Linked DNA regions of Mus musculus: all the other regions are linked to region 2. Evidence: chromatin contacts called from public HiChIP or PLAC-seq and Micro-C data. All regions are on one chromosome and are shown on one strand. Each heading gives the region's core, a stretch centred on a gene start, on an enhancer-like site or on the middle of the called end of the contact. The rest is flanking DNA. Distances are from core to core; before and after follow the strand shown.

What was found. A called contact is a pair of places that touch in the nucleus more often than the background predicts. HiChIP or PLAC-seq counts read pairs in DNA pulled down with a chosen protein or histone mark.
Region 1: a Micro-C map of embryonic stem cells shows a contact between it and region 2, with 4 times the contacts expected there. The contact joins the promoter of Usp22 here to the enhancer-like site in region 2. A contact is called at or near these places in 1 of 39 promoter capture datasets (embryonic stem cells), 2 of 484 Hi-C or Micro-C datasets (both in embryonic stem cells) and 2 of 115 datasets of contacts at active chromatin or transcription factors (both in embryonic stem cells).
Region 3: a contact with region 2 is called in an H3K27ac HiChIP or PLAC-seq map of embryonic stem cells, with 24 read pairs. The contact joins two enhancer-like sites. A contact is called at or near these places in 2 of 39 promoter capture datasets (embryonic stem cells and macrophages), 2 of 484 Hi-C or Micro-C datasets (the N1E-115 cell line and nephron progenitors), 4 of 115 datasets of contacts at active chromatin or transcription factors (all in embryonic stem cells) and 3 of 9 other capture datasets (adipose tissue, liver and pancreatic islet).

Annotation. Positions count from the first base shown.
Region 1 is chr11:61,173,699-61,176,398 of GRCm38.p6, forward strand. It overlaps Usp22 (ubiquitin specific peptidase 22), which reads right to left and starts at 1,361. Exons shown (of 13, transcript NM_001004143.4): 1 at 1,017-1,361. The coding sequence starts at 1,187.
Region 2 is chr11:61,296,158-61,298,857 of GRCm38.p6, forward strand. No RefSeq gene overlaps it. Among named protein-coding and RNA genes, the nearest start is that of Aldh3a2, 30 kb to the left of the region's middle. Within about 2 kb of position 1,349, at least 23 of the 459 cell types and tissues checked have an H3K27ac peak or open chromatin away from gene starts, as enhancers often do. A contact at or near this core is called in embryonic stem cells, where this site is marked.
Region 3 is chr11:61,360,608-61,363,307 of GRCm38.p6, forward strand. It overlaps Slc47a1 (solute carrier family 47, member 1), which reads right to left. Exons shown (of 17, transcript NM_026183.5): 8 at 2,416-2,513; 9 at 2,220-2,333; 10 at 2,080-2,147. Among named protein-coding and RNA genes, the nearest start is that of Slc47a1, 16 kb to the right of the region's middle. Within about 2 kb of position 1,369, at least 9 of the 459 cell types and tissues checked have an H3K27ac peak or open chromatin away from gene starts, as enhancers often do. A contact at or near this core is called in embryonic stem cells, where this site is marked.

The DNA of each region.
Region 1 (2,700 bases), core at 111-2,610, 120 kb before region 2:
ACGCCTTTAATCCCAGCACTCGGGAGGCAGAGGTAGGCGGATTTCTGAGTTCGAAGCCAGCCAGGGCTACACAGAGAAACCCTGTCTCGAAAAACCAAAAAGAAAAGAAAAAAGAAAAAAGAAAAGAACGCCAAGGGCTATAGAGAGAAGTCCTGCCTCGAGAAACTAAAGAGGGAGAGTTTGATGCTTAACATGAAACACCCAGCAGATTTGTCAGTTCTCCCGTTATAAAATGCTACTCAAGATAGAAACAATCAAAATTTTCTATTCCACTTTTCACCTTCAAAATCAAATTGTAATTATGAAGTTTTTTTTAAATTAGAAAATAATGTTTTCCCATCTCCAAATCACTAATAAAATCATCATAGTTGCTGAGATTTACAGGACCCAAAACAACAAAATAGCCACTCTCGAAGGCTGCGGTTGTCAATCACCTCCTACGTCCTAAAAATCTCGCTTCTCAACTCGAGTGCGCGGAGGCCCTGCCAGCCTCAGGTGTCCGCGAAGGGTCTCAGCCCCGGGAACGAGCTGTTATCCACGGAACTACCCTGCAGACCCCAGGCCCCCACCACTACCTTTACAGACAAATACTCCTCAATGGAATGTCCAGACAGATCTTCCTCCTCCTACTCAGATACCCCTCCCCCTCCCATCGTGGGTTCCACCGCCACACTCCCAACAGCGTCCACTAGGTGGTCCCTGGACCCCTCCCAGCACCGTGATGCTTCCTCTAGCCCCCTCCCTGCACCACGACGCTTCCTCTAGCCCCCTCCCCACGTTGCGAGGTTCTCCTTAGTCCCCCTTCCTGCACCGGGATGCTTCCTCTAGCCCCTTCCCTGCACCGCGAGGCTTCGCCTTGCCCATTCCTCGGCCCCACCCCCTCACGGCAAGGCTTCCCCTCACGCCCTCCCCGCAAGGCCAGGCTCCCTCCCCACGACTACCAGGCTTCCCCTCTCCCTCTCCCACCTACACTCCCCGCTTCCCAGCCCGCAGAGCGGCGCAAGCCTTGGGCTCACCTTGCGCTTGCGAGCCTCGGCAGTTCCGCTCCACACGAAGCACTGGTAGATGGCCCGCAGGTTTTGCTTCCAGTTGTCCACCTTGAAGCTGCCCAGGTGCGAGCAGCCAGGCGGCGGTACCGCCAGCTCAGCGTCCATGGCCTCGACCTCAGGCTCCGGCCTGGCCACCATGGCGGGCAAGGCCCGGGCGCGCGGGGCAGGCGGCGACGGGGGCGAGGACGACGCCAGGGCGGCGAGAACAAAGCTGGGGGACAAAGACCGCGTTGAGAACTCAGGCAGGCTACAGCAGCACCCACCGCACGCGCAGCACCCTCTGACTTCGAGGAGGGCGGGGCGAGGCTGGGCGGGACAGGGCGGAGCTGTCCGCGGGAAAGGATAACGTCACCCAGGCCGGCGGCCTTAGTGCGCAGGCTCCGCTGCTCTAGACCCCGCCTATCAGCCCTCCTCTCGCCCGCTGGCTCCAGAGAAAAGCCGAAGGCCTCGGGTTGGGTCAACAGGGTCCCGCCCTCGCGTCACACCATTGGTGGTTTGCCGGTCTAAGACACGGTCTGCGCCTATTATAGGCTTTCGAACCGCCTCCGGAGACGCCAGCGATTTGACGTTTCGAGTCTCTCCTTGGAAGGCGGGGCGTGCTGAGGATTGGGTAAAACTGAGTGTCAGTCAGGCCACTGAACCGGTTTGCACCGGCCTGAGCTCTGCCGCAAAGAGGCGGGGCGACGGAGGGGTGGGGCAGGGTAGGGCCTGCGTCTGCGAGTTCTCTGAAAGGAGGGTTTCTAGGTTCTGTTTGTTGGTCCTTGGAGTTCCTAGTGTGGGCGTTTCTGCAGAGACTGCCATCTTGGCGACTGTGTTGGGTACCGCAATGCCACAGCTGGAGATTGGGCGTGGCAAGAATACAGATCTTCCCTTCCCTAGGATATTATTCAGCGTTATCCTATTGAACTAGAATGCCAACTGGTATACGAATTTTTTTAGTGGCTACATTTTGTACAATATTTTGCACCAAGAAAGATAAAATTAATTTTAACAAGCAGTCAAATAAAGACAGAATATCAAGTCAAATTTTTACATTGGCTTTGAAATATCGTGTTATACAGGTTTGGTATAGCAATTCAATTTGTACTAGCCACATTACACTCTATTATTAAGTAGGAACAGTATAGAGCTATGATGCATTTAGCTCTCCTATCTGAGGGTTACACAGATGTGCAGCAAACCAACTCAGAAGAGAAAATATTGATCTTCTGCCCTACAAATTGTATATACCGAGTAAATAGACACCTCTCTCCTGTTATACCTTAAACAGGATAACAGCTAGGTGTCAAACTCAGGCAGACAGGTACCCATGATGTGGAGCAGTGAAATAATTCTCCAAGACAGAAAAGGCAGAAGAAGTAGAGAGTTCATCGGTGTACTGCAGTAACAGCAGCTAGCAGACAAGACAGCCGAGAAAAATTGCCGACAGGCATTTTGATGTCATGGTTCCGAGGAGCAATTGCAGTTGTGGCTTGTCCAATGAGTACCAGCTTGGTCTTAGAGCAGTGATGGTCGTATTCAGGCTTAGATATGGCTTAGCATGCTATCTTAGTTGGCATTTGAGTATCACCCAGAGAGGAGTTACAGCATAGAGAAGGGGGTGGGTGGGGGTTGGTGTGTCTGTGTATATGAATATTTTGGGAGCTACTCA
Region 2 (2,700 bases), core at 99-2,598:
ATACTGTGTGACACACTACAGCTTTCACAGCGAGATGGGTTTTCTTTTTCCATTTTATTTTTTTATATTTTGTTTTCTTTTGAGGGGGAGGTTGCAAGGGCAGAGAGTTGATATGGAGGGACAGGGAGATGAATGGAACTGGGATGCATGTTATGAAATTCACAAAGAATCAATAAATTGTTTTTTTTTTAAGAGCAAATCACATTTTTCCAACATACAATTGCATACTTCCTAGAAGTGTTATAGCTCTGAGGGGAAAACCTTCCCCAATGGGGCTGTTACCACTCTCCTGGCAAAAGTATCCTTGGAACTTGGAGTGAAGGAATACTACAATGTCACATCACACATCAAACCTCACACAAAAGATTAGGAGGGGGAAAACCCAGTGTCTACCTCTACTCAGACAGAAACAGCAGGAAACAGAACAGAAGACAGGCTGTATATAGGGTCTCTTGAGGGAGTGGAGATTTCCAGGGTAGCCTGGGATTGGAGGGACTCTGTGGCCTGATCTTAAAGCCCAGGGATTGGTGTTTGTTTGTTTGGTTTTGTTTTTTTCCCCTTGTTCCTGGTCTGGGGCCTTGGGGTCAAGTCAGGGTCAGGGTTTTCTTTCCTTGACCCTTTTACCCTACACTTTCAATATAAAGAATATAAATTACCATTACAAAAGGGAGGAGACTGGGTATAGGGAGGAAACACTAGGCCAAAGCAAGACTGAGACCCAGCAGGGCAAACCAAGTTCTATAGCCCCGTATCTGTAGTCAGAGGGCTTAGATGAAGCAGCCCTTCCAGCTTTGCTACCTGAAGTACATGTCTGTATCCTGGACTAGTTCTGTTCCCTGTGTGGAGATGCCATGGCTCTGGGGGATCTCAAACACAATCCAGGATTCACTTTCACAGCTTTGTGCAATGATCTCTCAGGGTCTCCTCTGCTACGTACCTGACCTCAGTAGCGTTCCTTAACAGTAGAGGAAGATTCTAAATACTAAACGGGAAATACTAAAAAAGAACCGGCACGTTTCCATGCTTGTGCGGGCAATGGCCGGCCTATTATCTTGTGGAGACTCTGACTCAGAACTTCAAAATCTCCACCCAGCTCACTAGGTTCCCACTCATGGGTTGCTACCACGCCAGCCCCGTGCTTCAATACCCCCGCGGCCTTTGAGGTGCACATCAGGTAAACCCATGCTTTGCTGCTGTACCTTTCTCTCTGGAACTGAGAGAAGAAAAACACCGCACAAACTTAGTTCAGAAACAAGGATAACCTGGAAGTCCCTCTTACTCCCCCAGTGATTGCCTCCTTTATTCACTAGGGGATTGGTTCACAAGAAGTCACCTGAGTGTGTGACTCACTCCTTGTCTGCAACTCCTCCCAGGAGAGCAGAATTAGCATCAAAATGCAAACAGCCCCAGGCCCATGCACAGCATCCCACCACCTCTTTATCTGCGAAACTATGTGGATGATATTGCTAAGTTTGACTCTGGACTTGAGGAAACAAACACAAGTTGGAAGCTTAGCTTGGTAGGTTCTTCCACTGGGAGGAGAGGAAAGCAACTAGGGTTGGCAACCATTCTCCAGGGTGCCACGGATCCCTTTTTAGAACCTGTTGGGTTTCCTGAGGGTTATACAAAGAATGAAGGAGTGTGGCTTTGGGCATTTAGGCTTGTAGAGAGAATCTCTTGTGTACTGTGTGGAAGCATCACCTGTCAATAAAAACTGATGGCCAGTAAACTGGGGAAGGATTAGAAGATGGGACACCTGGCAGAGAGAGAGAGAGAGAGACAGACAGAGAGAGAGAGAGAGAGAGAGAGAGAGAGAGAGAGAGAGAGAGAGAGAATGAATTCTGGTAAGCAGCCAGGAATTCTGGTAAGCAGCCAGGTGTGAGAGATTCGTCATGAGGACTCAAAGGAAGTCAGATGTATGAAATGGAGGAAAGGTAACCAGCCACGTGGCACTGTATAAAAGAGTAAATAGTTAACTGAGTTATGAGCTGGCCAGAGAACAAGCCTAGTTTGAGGCAGAGGCATTTATTAATAAATAGCAAGCCTCCAAGTTGTCATTCAGAAACTGGGGCACAGGTGGAAAAGCCCATAGGCTGCATTGAGTGGAAGCCATGATGGCTGTTAGTGCAGGTGATGTCACCAGACAACTGTCAGTGTAGTCCTCTGGGTGGACATTGTGATGCTTCATGGCCACTGATTTGGAAGGCAGACGGCTTCAGCTAGGTACAAAATCAGGGTCATGCTTAATAGTAATCATTTTATGAACACTGAAGAGGCTCCTTTGTCATGGTTAAAATTAATTGGGGGTTTCTACCCGCTTATGATCATTTAGTTCCCAAATAAAAGACAGAGAACTCTTTTTAAAATTTTTTACTAGATATTTTATTTACTTTTTTTGTTTGTTTGTTTTTGGTTTTGTTTTGTTTTTGTTTTTCTTTGAGACAGGGTTTCTCTGTATACCCCTGGCTGTCCTGGAACTCACTCTGTAGACCAGGCTGGCCTTGAACTCAGAAATCTGCCTTCCTCTGCCTTCTGAGTCCTGGGATTAAAGGTGTGTGCCACCATGCCCGGCTATTTACATTTTAAATGTTATCCCCTTTCCTAGTTTCCCCTCCGAAAATCCCCTTCCCTCTCCCCCTGCTCCCCAGCCCACCCACTCCCATTCCTGGCCCTGGCACAGAGAGCTCTTATATTCATAAC
Region 3 (2,700 bases), core at 119-2,618, 64 kb after region 2:
AGGGGAAATGACACAGTTGAGAGAGACAAAGAAAGGTCAAGCAAGATTGTAGTCCCAATTACAGGACATTAATGATTAAAAGACTTTAACAGGACATGTCTCCTTTATGCCAGGGGGGAAAGTTACTGAGACTATATTAGAACAAGTAATGACAAACAGACAGGGAGTCCATAAACATGATGTTGTGCACACATCTACAGATGTGGCACATCTATAGAGAAGGTTTATATCCTTCTTTTAACTGGAGAGAAATATGAATATGCTCTTCTGAGCTTGTAGTGGGCAGAGGACAAGATATGTAAAAAAACATATACATAGTTCTACATGGATCTATAGGCATTTATCTTAAAGATAAAAAGGTTAGGAAATCACATAAAGATATTTGTCCTAGGAGGCATCCTGGGGTGTTGCTGATCTTATTGAAAAATTATGAATTTAAATACTGGGCAGTGAGAGACTAACTTAAAGATAATGGGCTCATGGACTTCAGGCACTGATAAATGTACTTAACTAAATTTGCTAAAATATGAGATGTATAAACATGAGGTACAGGTTAAAAATGTCTTCTACAAACAGTGAAAATAAAAATATATGCCCCCAAATAGAGGGAGAGCATTGACCTGTCGTGCTGGATCCCCAACAGTGCCAGAAAAAAACAAAAAACAAACAAACAAAAAACCAAGAAAGTGTATATACTCTGTATATTTTAAATATAAACAACAGATGGTAAAATGTCAGCTGGCTGAGTCCTTCTCCATACTATAAATACCCCTTCCTCTCCTCTAAATTTTTTTTTTTTTTTTTTTGCATTGTCCTGGGCATGAGCCTCAAGTATGCTAGGTATTCTCTACTACAGCCCGCCACCTTTGTCCCTTCTTTAGCTTTCCGTCTCAAGAGATGCATGCTATAAAATCTAGGCCTTCAGAATTTCAGGTTGGAGTTTTCTGTGAAACAAAGTGACAGAGAAGCCTCTAACAATGTATTTTCTAGCACGTCAGAGTGTCCTTCACTTTTAAGGGTGACCAACTTTTCTCTATGCGCATGCTCCAACTTTTCTCTGTGCGCATGCTCCAACTTTTCTCTGTGCGCATGCTCCATACTTGGCCCACCCATTCCTCCACCGACAGGCCAACACTCAGGCAATGCCTCTTATCTACAGCCAGTAAAGCCTCTGTAAGCATGGTGGACACATATTTGTCCATGTCCCTACTTTCCATTCTTGTAAGTGCACTACTCTCCCCACCTCCGGCCCCCGGCCTTTCCAGGAGATAACTGATATGCGTTCATCGGAACCCGCACATATCTGACCTTGGTAACCAGCCCTCCATTCCTTACCACTCCACCCACAGGGCACCAGGGCATTGGGACAAAGGAAAAGATTCTGACAGTGTGGAAACACAGTCAACTGCTTTACATCTGAATGGGGTCAGAGACAGAATTAGCAGATCTTTTGGGTTTCTGCCCTCCCCTCCTGCTGCCTACTGGGATTCCTGACCATATGGGTCAAAAAGGACCTCTCCAGCTCCTAGAAGACTTTGTGCGGGAGTAGGTCAAGGATCAAACCCAAGGCCTCATGGGTACTAGATAAATGCTCTACCAATGAGCTATCCCTACCCCCTTTCATTCTTTTCTTTTATTTTAAGATTTATTTATTTATTATATGTAAGTTACACTGTAGCTATCTTCAGACACTCCCGAAGATGGGGTCAGATCTTGTTAAGGATGGTTGTGAGCCACCATGTGGTTGCTGGGATTTGAACTCAGGACCTTTGGAAGAGCAGTCAGTGCTCTTAACCGCTGAGCCATCTCTCCACCCCCCCCCACACACACCCTTTTATTCTTTACTCTGATATCTTAGTCCTTAGCACAGTCCACCCTTGAACTTGTGACTCTCTTGCTTCACTCTCTACCCAGCTGAAATTACATGTCCATACCTCAGACCCCAGCTCCAGGGAAGCATTTTACGTCAGGAACCATCTCAGACAGCATTACTTAATGTCACCAGTGCCTTTTGCTCTTTGTAGGACTCTCAGGATAGAAAACAGGTCCCCTTTACCGTGGAGGGTCTTGAGCACTTACCATGTATACAATGATAGCCAATTCATAGGTGATGGACTGGGCTCCCAACTCCACCATGCCAAGGATACCTAGTAAAGATGGTCAGCTGATGCCTGGCCCCAGCCACAGGGTCCCCACCAGTCATCCATCTGCATACGTACCACTCAGGAAGCTGCCAACCTCATAGGCCCACCACTCTATGCACAGCATGAGCATGCTGGGGATAGCCAGTCGCAGGAAGGAGGCCCAGTCCTGCAGACACTCCCAGGACCACCCTGCAGGTGCAACAGATAGGTTTGCAACATGTCTGACCTTCAGGCAGAAGTCACGGTCAAAGGCTCAAAAGGTGGTCTTTACCTCCCCAGGTGGCTTGGTGTAGTCTTCTCCAGAGGATGTAGAGGAACAGGAAAATGGCCAGGGCAAACTGGGAGATGGTGTTGGCCAATGCTGAACCCCTGCGAAAACCAGCAGCTGTGGGTGAATACTGTGTTCCACCTTCTCCACCCTGGCCCAGTGAGTTGGGAAGCCATGTACCCTTCACGGTGCCCTCCTCCACTATAGGCCCTGAGGTTACTTCTGTTTAGGGCAGTATCCCCTTCACTCTGACAGCACTTTCCAGAAGGTCACACCCACACCTGCTAA